2 separate regions of the Mus musculus genome follow, and region 2 is linked to region 1. A link is a contact called in public HiChIP or PLAC-seq data. All regions are on one chromosome and are shown on one strand. Each heading gives the region's core, a stretch centred on a gene start, on an enhancer-like site or on the middle of the called end of the contact. The rest is flanking DNA. Distances are from core to core; before and after follow the strand shown. Region 1 holds the start of Sbk1 (SH3-binding kinase 1). Region 2 has its middle 4.1 kb from the start of Gsg1l.

The links. HiChIP or PLAC-seq counts read pairs in DNA pulled down with a chosen protein or histone mark.
Region 2: an H3K4me3 HiChIP or PLAC-seq map of bone marrow-derived macrophages shows a contact between it and region 1, with 2.6 times the contacts expected there. The contact joins the enhancer-like site here to the promoter of Sbk1 in region 1. A contact is called at or near these places in 1 of 39 promoter capture datasets (stem cell-derived epiblast-like cells), 1 of 484 Hi-C or Micro-C datasets (pro-B cells) and 2 of 115 datasets of contacts at active chromatin or transcription factors (bone marrow-derived macrophages and embryonic stem cells).

What each region holds. Positions count from the first base shown.
Region 1 is chr7:126,269,121-126,273,849 of GRCm38.p6, forward strand. Sbk1 (SH3-binding kinase 1) reads left to right here and starts at 3,376. Exons shown (of 4, transcript NM_145587.3): 1 at 3,376-3,979.
Region 2 is chr7:126,083,896-126,089,050 of GRCm38.p6, forward strand. No RefSeq gene overlaps it. Among named protein-coding and RNA genes, the nearest start is that of Gsg1l, 4.1 kb to the left of the region's middle. Within about 2 kb of position 2,711, at least 26 of the 459 cell types and tissues checked have an H3K27ac peak or open chromatin away from gene starts, as enhancers often do. A contact at or near this core is called in bone marrow-derived macrophages, where this site is marked.

The DNA.
Region 1 (4,729 bases), core at 2,126-4,625:
TATGGGAATCAGTTGCTGAGAGGGCAACTGGGAAGGGATTCCCCACAATTCGTTGTAGCAACCTTTTTGTAATTGCTTTGTGGATAATCAAAGCCCCAACTGAGGAATCAAGGGAGTTTTTGCAGGAGGAAGCCTTGAACTGGGGAACGCTGTAACAAAACACCTGTGACAAGAGACTTATAGAAAAGAAAGCTGTGTTTTGGCCCAAGGTTTTAGAGGCTTTAACCATTTGTTTGACCCTGTTGATGTGGGGCCAGTGGCAAGGCAGCGCCCCATGGGGGGACCTTGTGGCAGAGAAAGCCTGTTTATAACATGGCCAGGAACAAAAGGAGAAAAAAGTGTCCCACAATTCTTTTTGAGAGCAAGTCCTCAAATTACCTGAAACATCCCACCACGCCCCACCTTTTAAAGGTTCCCATCACCATTCAATAGCACGAAGCTTGAGGCCCAAGCTTTCCTTGTTGTTTTAAAAGGTATTTTTAATTATTTTATCTTCCTTTATGAGGTTGTTGCCTGTGTGTATATCTGTGCATTACTTGCATGCATGCTCGGTGCTCTAGAAGGTCAAAGGAGGGCACCAGATCTCCTGGAACCGAAGTTACAGACCGTTGTGAACTGGGACCTCTGGAAGAGCAGCCAGTCCTTTTAACCACTGAGCCATCTCTCCAGTGCAAGGACCAAGCTCTTGATATATGCCCTTGGGAGACATTTAAGAGCCGGCTATAGCAACAACCATGGCCAAGAACATGTCAAGGCCTGTTTCCCTGAATGAGGATGTACTCTCAGCTCCAGTGTCTGGGGACTCCGTTATAAGACACAAGAAGATACCCTTTCTCTTCCAGTCTCCTGCTCTTACACCCAGTCACTCACACAGACACCCCCAGCCCTGCCAAGTTGCTTGTTTGAAGCACCAATACCTCATTTTGGAAGGGGCGGGGGAAAGGCAGGGAGGCTGGGATGAAGTGGAAGAGAGCAGGCAGCTACAGAATTGTTTTAGAGGATAACTTGTGTGGAAATTAGCAGACAAGGTTGGTGTTATGGACGGAAGGAACCAAATGTACAAAGATGTGGAAAAGCAAGAAGTTGATGTTCCAGAAGAGCTTGCTGATGCCAAGGCTGAGTGGAGAAGAGAGATTCCCTGGACTGGTGTGGCAAGCAGGCACTAGATGCTGACAGCCTGCAGCACAGGGCATCTTTGGATTTCTGTTGCTGTGAACAGACACCGTGACCACAGACACTCTTATAAGAAAACATTTAGTTGGGACTGGCTTACAGTTCAGAGGTTTAACCCAATATCATGGCGGGAAGCATGGAAGCAGACAGGCAGACAGAGCGCTGAAGAGGTAGCTGAGAGTTCTATACCCATTTCCTCAAGCAGCAAGAAGAGAGAGTGACCCTGGGCTTAGCTTGAGCATTTGAAACTTCAAAGCCTACCCCCAATGACACACTTTCCTCCAACAAGGTAACAGCTCCTAACAGTGCCACTCTCTAAGAACTTATGGAGGCCATTTTCCTTCACACCACAATACAGCGTAAGCTTTACCCTGGAGGGGACAGGGGATGCTTGGCAAGCTCATTAGGAATGCAACCTAAGAGACATTGTTCTCAACAGAGCTGGTGCCCACAAAGGACCTGGTTTCCAGAAAACTAACTTTCAGTAAAAGTGGGAGGAAGGTGGGCTAGGATTACAAGTAGCAGTAGCAGTAGTGTGGGCTGCCAAGCAGAAGTCTGCGCATCAGCTTTGGGTGTTTGTTTCTTCGTTTCTTCGTCCAGTTCTGGGGACTGAGTCCAGGGTCTTCCCTATGCCAAGACTGAGCCACATTTCTAGTTCCTGTCTGTAGTTTATTCAACTTAGGTGTGTGTGTGTGTGTGTAGAGGGCAGAAGTTGACATTATCAGGTGTATTCTTCAATCCCTCCCCAGCTCATTTAACTTTTTGTGGGTGCGTGGTATGCATGCATATGTGTGTGTTTGCATGTATGTGGGGTGCACATGCATGTGTGTGCATGTGCAGACGGAGGTTGATTCTCTTGTTCTCTATTTTACAAATTGAGGCATGGTTTCTCACTTGAACCTAGAGCTGACTCATTCGGCTAGTCTTGCTAGTCAGCTTGCTCTGGGGATCCTGTCTGCCTCCTAAATGCTGGGATTCTAGGCTGCTACACCTGCCCAGCCATAGCTGAGTCCTGGGGGCCTGAACCCTGGTCTTTAGCAGCATCTCGCTTGGTTCCCCTTCTCCCCTCCCGTACTTATTTATTTATTCAGAGACTGGGTCTTTCACTGGAACTCACGGATCAGATCAGGCTGGTCCCTGGGATCCACCTGTTTCTGCCTTCCCAGGGCTGGAACTACAGGTGTCATGGCACTGGAGGAACTCAAGTCCCTCATGCTTGCCTGGCAAGCACTTTACTTAATAAGCCGTCTTCCCAGCTCCACCTAAGGCTACCTGAGTTTGCAATAACCAGCTCTAAAAGTTCTACCAGCAGCTGGAGTGGTTGGAAGAGGATGCTAATTTGAGAAAACAATCTGATCAGAGATTAAAAGGAGGAGAGATTTTGGGTGCGTCGGGGGCTTTTTCTATGAATAAAATAGTATGCTGCATGGGAGACTGGGCCTCTGGAAGGATGCGTTCGTTGTTCCCACTCTGTCGCCATCTCTGCTCGATCGCCCCACCTGCATCCAGGCTACAATTTCCGGTTAATGAACAAAGCTCTTCACACCCGGGTGGCTTTGCACAGCTGCTGCTTCAGCCAGGAACCCCCCACCCCCTTCTTCCGTTCTGCTATACACCTTTAATCCCAGCTTTTCCTTAAACTTACTTCGCGGTCTCCCTACAGCAGAGCTCGAAAGTTCTGCCTGAACCCTGCACGGCCCCACAGACCCCAGGTCTCTGAGTAGCCTAGTAGTCTTATGAGGTCCCCTGGAAATCGAATGGATAGGTGGAAGGATGAATGGGCAGACAGGCGGGTGAACAGATGGACCGGTAGTTGAATGAGCGAGTGCATTCTGAATAGGAGAGCTCGGATTTATTTTTCTTCTTTGAAACAGATCCAGGCTCCGCCCCACAAGCACAGGCTGGAATAGTCTGGGACAGTCTAGCCCCTCGGGGACCAAGCAGCTGGACCAGGTGACCCTCTGTGACTCCCCCGAGCCCTCTCTAACCTCGTTCTGGCCCCCTCCTGGGCTCTGACCTAGAAAAAGAAGCTTATGCCAATGACCGGCGGGCCTTAGGACCCCGCGTGGCCGGAAAGCGGGCGGGGCATCGTGCGGCTCCCGCGGCGGTGGGGAGGTCCAGGCCCGTGGCGCCTGGCGGGAGGGCGCGGCGGGAGTGCGCGTGCGCGGAGCGCGCACCCGGCGCGGCGGACAAAGGCGCGTGCGGCGGCGCGCGAGGCGGAGGGCGGAGCGGCGGGCGGGCAGGTACGCGCCGGCGGGAGGCGGAGCCGCGAGGCCGCGATGGAGCGCAGCCCGGGCGGGCACCGGCGCTGGAGCCCGAGTGCCGGGCGGAGCGGGAGCCTCAGCCGGAGCCGCAGCCTCAGCCCGCGCCAGGCCGGGGCAGGAGCCCGCAGGGCCGGGCTGCTCGCAGCGGCGGCGCCCGAACCCCCCAGCGGCTGAGCGGTGACCTCCATCCTCGCACGCGGCTGCTGGGACGCAGCGACCGATCCAACCCGGGCCCCCCAAGATCTGCTTGCTACAACCGCACACCTCAAGACACAGAGAGACCCAGGCTTGGGGCGCTAGCCTCCCTAATCCGCTACTCCGGCACACAGGGACCCCAAACCTAGGACAGCAAGATCCTCTTGCTAACGAGAAGCCGCGGGCACCCCAAAGCCTCGGGACCCGGGCGACCAAGCCCCTTGCGACGCCTTCAGCGTCCCGGCTCATGGTGGTAGTGGTGCCCTGAGCCCCTCTCGGGCCGGGCAGACGAAGATCGACACGGCGCCCAGGCCCCCTGCCGCGGCGTCCCCGCGGCCCCAGCCCAGGTAAGTGGGACCCAGGTGAGGGGCGGCAGGTGAGTGGTACCGAGGTCCCTAGAGTCCTGCAGGTGGGGAAGGAAGTCCAGAGTGCGCGCTCCCCCTCCTCAGCGTCGCCATGGAGCCGAGGCTGAAGGACGTCTCTTTGTGTCTCGCTTGGAGGAGCCGCCCCCTCCTCCTCTCCCTTCCCCCACCTTCCACCCCAACCCTGAGATTTGGGCACAGCTTCGGACCCCGGGAGAGAGGAGTTGCGACGCCCTGGAGAGGGGTTAGAAGGTGGAGAGTCTCCCCGGAATAGCCTGGAGCCTTAGACCTTAGGTCCTTTGAAGAATAAAGACACGTAACTATCATCTCCCAAAGACCAAGCTGAGTTCTTAAGTGACACCCACCCTCCCCACAGGAAAGAGAAAATTTGGGGCGCCCAAAGGTGAGAGGTGCCTGCATTCTGCAGCTCTGGGTGACAGCTGGGGCTTTGGGTGTGTGCCTTTGTCTGAGAGGGCAGGGAAGGGGCGTGTTTGAGAGGATGAGTCTCTTATTTTCTGACTCTGAGACCCCAGCTCAGGTCTCAGTGGGGCTCTTTATCCAGTCCCTCTTTGTGCTCCCTGCAGAACAGGGAGAGGACAAGCCCTCTCAGTGAACAGCTAGTTTGGGGGAGGGAGGTACCCTGAATGAAGAAACCATTTCGGGTCAGAGCACCTTTCTGCCCCTCTAAGTCCCAAGGACAGCAAACCTGAGTGTTTTCCCTTTTTCTGACCCGGG
Region 2 (5,155 bases), core at 1,461-3,960, 190 kb before region 1:
TTTCAAGCTGGGAACCCTGTTCTGGGGCGGGAAGCGGGGAGGAGTTCAAAGCAAGGAGAGCCCAGAGGAAAAGTCTCAGGGACTACTCTTCTTAAGTAACACCCAGAGGAAGCAGAGACCCGCTGTGATATCCTGTCAGGGGTACCCAACCACCTGCTCACTGAGCAGCCACTGTATGCTCAGCTCAGGAAAGAAGAGAGAACATGAGTGACATTAATAAGACCAGCACAGGCTGCCTGTGCAGGGGTGAAGGGCAGGGAGGGGTAGATGTGGGCGGAGCTTGGAGGAAGGTGTCATAGGAAGGTGCATTGGAGCAAAGCCGGGAGACACCAGGAGGCTCTCTGCCAGGGAAAGAAAGTTCCTAGCAGGGGAACCAATGGCCAATGCAAAAACCTGACACCCTGGCGGGTTGGGGGTTGGAGGGAGGGAGCACAGCCTGAACAAGGGACAGCAAGGGAACAGCAGAGGACAGATCACAGAGGTCTGAGTCATGTGGGGCCTGCAGAGGGTCTGGGCAGAGTCCAATGATCTGGAGAAGACCCACTCCAGCTGCTAAGTGAATAAAGATGGCTGCTGATCAGCTAGGGGTAGGTAAGTGACACCAGGGGTTCAGGCAGGATCATCCAAAGGCCAAGAAAGCTCTGGGTTGTTTCTGTTTGCTTGCTTGCTCTAGGCAATGAAACCCAGGGTTGGATGGGACCCAGGGTCATGTCTGCTAGGCAAGTGCTGTACCACAGAGCCGCAACCAGTCCCTCCTGGGGTGATTTGAAAGGCAGACCCAGCATGATTTGTTTAAGGCAAAATGGAACACGGAATGTAAGGAGGTTTTCAGGGGCATCTGCAAGGTCAGGGGCTCATAGAGAAAAATTCAAATTGGGATTGATTTTGTGCTTGCTGAATGTTCTACCAGAGCTGATAGTAGAGACCAGTAGGAGGAGCTACCTTTCAGGTATGCCTTCCTGAAAACCCTCTCAATGTATCAGAAAGCCCTTTGGATACCATGGATATTTTCATACCAAATAATGGCAGAGCTGCATCCAGGCAGGGTGGCACACCCTGTAACCCCAGAAGTTGAGGCAGGAGGATTATGCGTTCCGGGGAATCCTGGGCTACATAATGAACTAACAGTCGTAGCTACATTGACCTTGGTAACAGACAAGGGTTGGGTATGGTTTAAGGAACTAGGAATTTGCACCCAAGACCTTGGTACTCACTTCATCCTACTGACGCAGCCAAGGCCGGCCAATAGGCTCCTGTCCCCAGCCCTCACCTGAGCTGCCCACCTCTGCACCTGCTGCAGAAGGTTCAGCCCCGTCTCACCTCGGCTTGCCCTGCGAACACCACCGGCTTCTGCTCACATCTCTGCTCACATCTCACTGTGGTTGCGGCTCTGTGGTACAGCACATGACAACACCAAACTCCTCTGTGGTCCCTGACTCTGCACATCCATCAAGCTGTTCCCACTGGAATGGCCTTGCCACCTCATCCTGAGTGTCCTTCCTACGATTGACCTCCACTCCTGCTGCCCTAGCAACTGCTGTCGCTCCCTCTCTGACCCCCAGTGTTAGTGAATTAATCTAAACGGTGAGGTTTATCTTCAGACCTGTTTCTCTGATGGGCCTGGGGCCCTCCAGATCCCCTACACTGGCAGCTAGCGGTTCAAATCCGGCCAGAAGCATGTTTGGTTTGGCTTGGATGAAGTTAGTACCATATGCGCCAACATTTCCTCATTGGCCACATTCAAGAATCCAAGATTTGCCATAAAAACGCAGGTTCTCGGCTTCTCTTACAAGATCAATTTACCTTCCAGCACTAGGCCTGCAACTGCGTCTGGCAGAAGTTTGTTGACACCCCTGTAGAGAAGCCAGAGCGACCACAGGGTCTCTACCTTCCCAGCACTTAGGGAGCTTGCCAGGCAACAGGTGCCTTTGAGTGTGAGACTCTCTCTCTCTCTCTCTCTCTCTCTCTCTCTCTCTCTCTCTCTCTCTCGGCGGGGGGGGGGGGGCACCAAGGTTCAAAGGTCAACCTCCAGTGTCATTCCTTAGGAGTGCCCACCTTGGTTTTTGAAACAGGGTCCCTCACTAGGACCTTGGGCTTTGGCTTAGGCTAGGCTGGCTGACCATCTCTGCCTCCTGAGCCCTGAGATCCTAAGTCTGCTCTGCCACGGCTGGGTTTTTAAGTGGGTGCTGATGTTGGGCCCTCACGTTTGTGTGGCAAACACTTTCCCATCTGAGCTACCGTCCCAGCCCTGACTCCCATGTTCAAGTGCAGGACAATGACTGCCCTCGGAAGGGGACGGTGGCTGGGACAGGCTGTGTGTTCAGCTCATGAAACCTCACTGGCTGTACAGCTGGGAATTGTACATTTGTTTTACATAAAAAAAAAATTTACCAGAAAAAATAGTTGCTATTAAAAATGAAAGTGGTACTTTTCAGGAAATACAAACACGCTTTGAAGGGGCATAATCCCCAGGGGACTTGGATTTCCACACTTCCTTGGAGTCAGCTGCTGTAAGCCGCCTCCTTCTAAGCTTCCTCATTCCTAACCCTGCAGAACAGAGCCCCCAAGCCTCTAGGCTCTCCTAATTATAGCAAGTGATTAGGCAGTTGCCAATTACTGGGGAAGTTTTTAAACAATCTCACAGTGTCCAAGCCAAAAGCCTACTTCATTCCCCTGCTCAAGACACCAGCACGGCCATGCTACTTGGGCAGGGTTTTTAGAAGAGGGAGGGGCCCAGAGCTCTGTACAATTAAAGCCTTCCCTCCCAGAGGGCAGAGTCTCCTGGGAGAAAGGAACGGGCCTCATTAGACAGTGATGGGCTGGAACTCCTCCTCCGCTCCGTTGTTTGCGCTGCCCAGTGTAAAATCCAGGCCCATATACGTGAGGCAAGTGCCCTGCCCCCAGCCTCTCAGGTTATTCTTCAATGCCAGCATTGCCGGCCCTTTGAGCTCTTCAGGAAGTTTCTCTCAGTCTTTGTACTACACACTAGGGTATCCATGAACAAGACAACATAGGAAGCCAGGCTGAGTGGCATATGACTGTCATCCTGGTACTTGGGAGGCAGGTTAGTCATTAGTTCAAGATCACTCTGTGCTACATCATGAGACGTTGTCTTAAAATGCAAGACACAATGGCAAAGACAATAAAAAAGACATACTAGGGCTGCACCTTTAAGGAGCTTCAGTTCCAAGGGAAGACATTAATAAGGTGATGGCTAAGAATCCTGTAGTTACCGAAGTGACGGTGACAGGGCAGAAGAGGACAGACATCAGGGGGTGTGGGGCCTCCTGACACAGCACAGTAAACCTGGGACAAGGCAACCCATGGTCCCACTGCAGGCAAACAGTTCTGGGTGACAATCCTGCTTCCAGCACATTTGGCCAATGCACCTGGGCCATTTCTTGGACCCCTACCTACCTGCCTCAGTTTCTCATCTGCTGCAGGCACAGGGAAGATGGCAGCAGTGTGTGCTGTTTGTCACAGTGTCCCCATCCTGTCAGTCTCAACTCTCAATGGGTTCATTTTGTCTGTCTTACAAATGAGGAAAACTGAGGCTGCTCAGTGGCTTCATCCACTATCTGCACAAGCCTTTGGCAGAAGGAAGCACAGCGTGCGTACGAAGATGTGGCTGCAGTTGGGAGGGCTGCTCTCTCAGGACCTGCACAGGTTGAAGCTTTGACCCAGCGATGGCTGGGGGCAGAGGAAGAATGGCATCATGCCTGCGGCTGTTTCCTGCTCTGAGAGCAGGCAGGGTGGGTGCATGTAGGTGGCAGATGTGACAGAAGGCTCACATCCTGCTCATGCCAAGTACTGAAGCCAGCTCTGTGATGAGAGGGAGCATCGAACTCAGAACTCAGCCACGCTCAGAGAAGAGCCGGAGCCCACCATATACACACTCTAAACGGCAGCAGCAAGAGTGCTCAGGAAGCCCGGCACCCAGCAAGCTGGCGTTGCCTCAGACGTCAGGGAGGAAAGGGTGCTGATTAGCACCAACTGCATATGTTAGGCACATCATCCAAAGGATTATAACGGAAGCTTTATGGAGTTCTCCTCAAATTCCTTGCATACCCAAATATCAACCGGGGAGCAGAGGCTCAGGGAGGAGTAGAGTAAGGTCAGAGTCTAGGACCACTCTGGGTTCCTCTGACCTTCCATAGCCGACATCTGTGGTGCCTTCCGATGAGGTGAGCATTCAGGTTAAAACATATCACCACTCAAAATAAACCTTGGGGTGGCTGGCTTGGCTCCACATTTTCTGTCTTTATAGTGGTTTGTTTTATCCTAGTCATTAGGAGGGAAACTTGGGACCACTGGCGAGAAAGACAGTTTGCAGTGCCTCTGAAACAGCCCCTTCTTTCTGGGCTGGTTTCCACTCACCCCCCCCCAGCCGCCCCCCCGCCCCCCCCCCCCCGCTCTAGTTTGCTTCCCTCTGCTGCCTCCTAGAGGTCAAGAGCAGAACTTCCAGCCCTGCTCATCCACTTCCAATTAAAAAAAAAAAAAAAAAAAAAAAACTAAAAATTGCTAGGGATTGGGACCTGGAGCCAATCAAATAGAAAAGACTAGAGGCCTCCAACACCTCCAGAGATCTACAGAGGCGGCGGCATCTCCATGTTACATGCCATGAACACCACAGAAAGCATATGGGAAAGCCCAAAATGTGCTGAGAAGAAACTATACAGCAACTCATTTAAAAGGTTCATTTTCGGGCTGGAGAGATGGCCCAGTGACTTTTCTTCCAGAAGGCCTGAGTTCAATTCCTAGCAACCACATGGTGGCTCACAACCATCTGTAATGGGATCAGATGCCCTCTTTTGGCATGTCTGAATACAGCTACAATGTACTTATATACATAAAATAAATAAATAATTCTTTTTAAAAAAATGTTCATTTTCCCCCAGTGACCCTTTGGCTCTTATGTAATCATTCTGAACTTTATACTAATAGCACTTCAATTGTATATGCTCTGTTAATATTATATTTGTTTATCATATGTGTGGGGGCATGCATGTGCCACAGTGGGCCTACAGAGTCTGAGAACAGGTTTTATTTTAAGAATTGTTTACTTATTTTAGGTATATGAATACACTGTAGCTGTTTCAGACACACCAGAAGAGGGCATCAGACCCATTACAGATGGTTGTGATCCACCATGTGG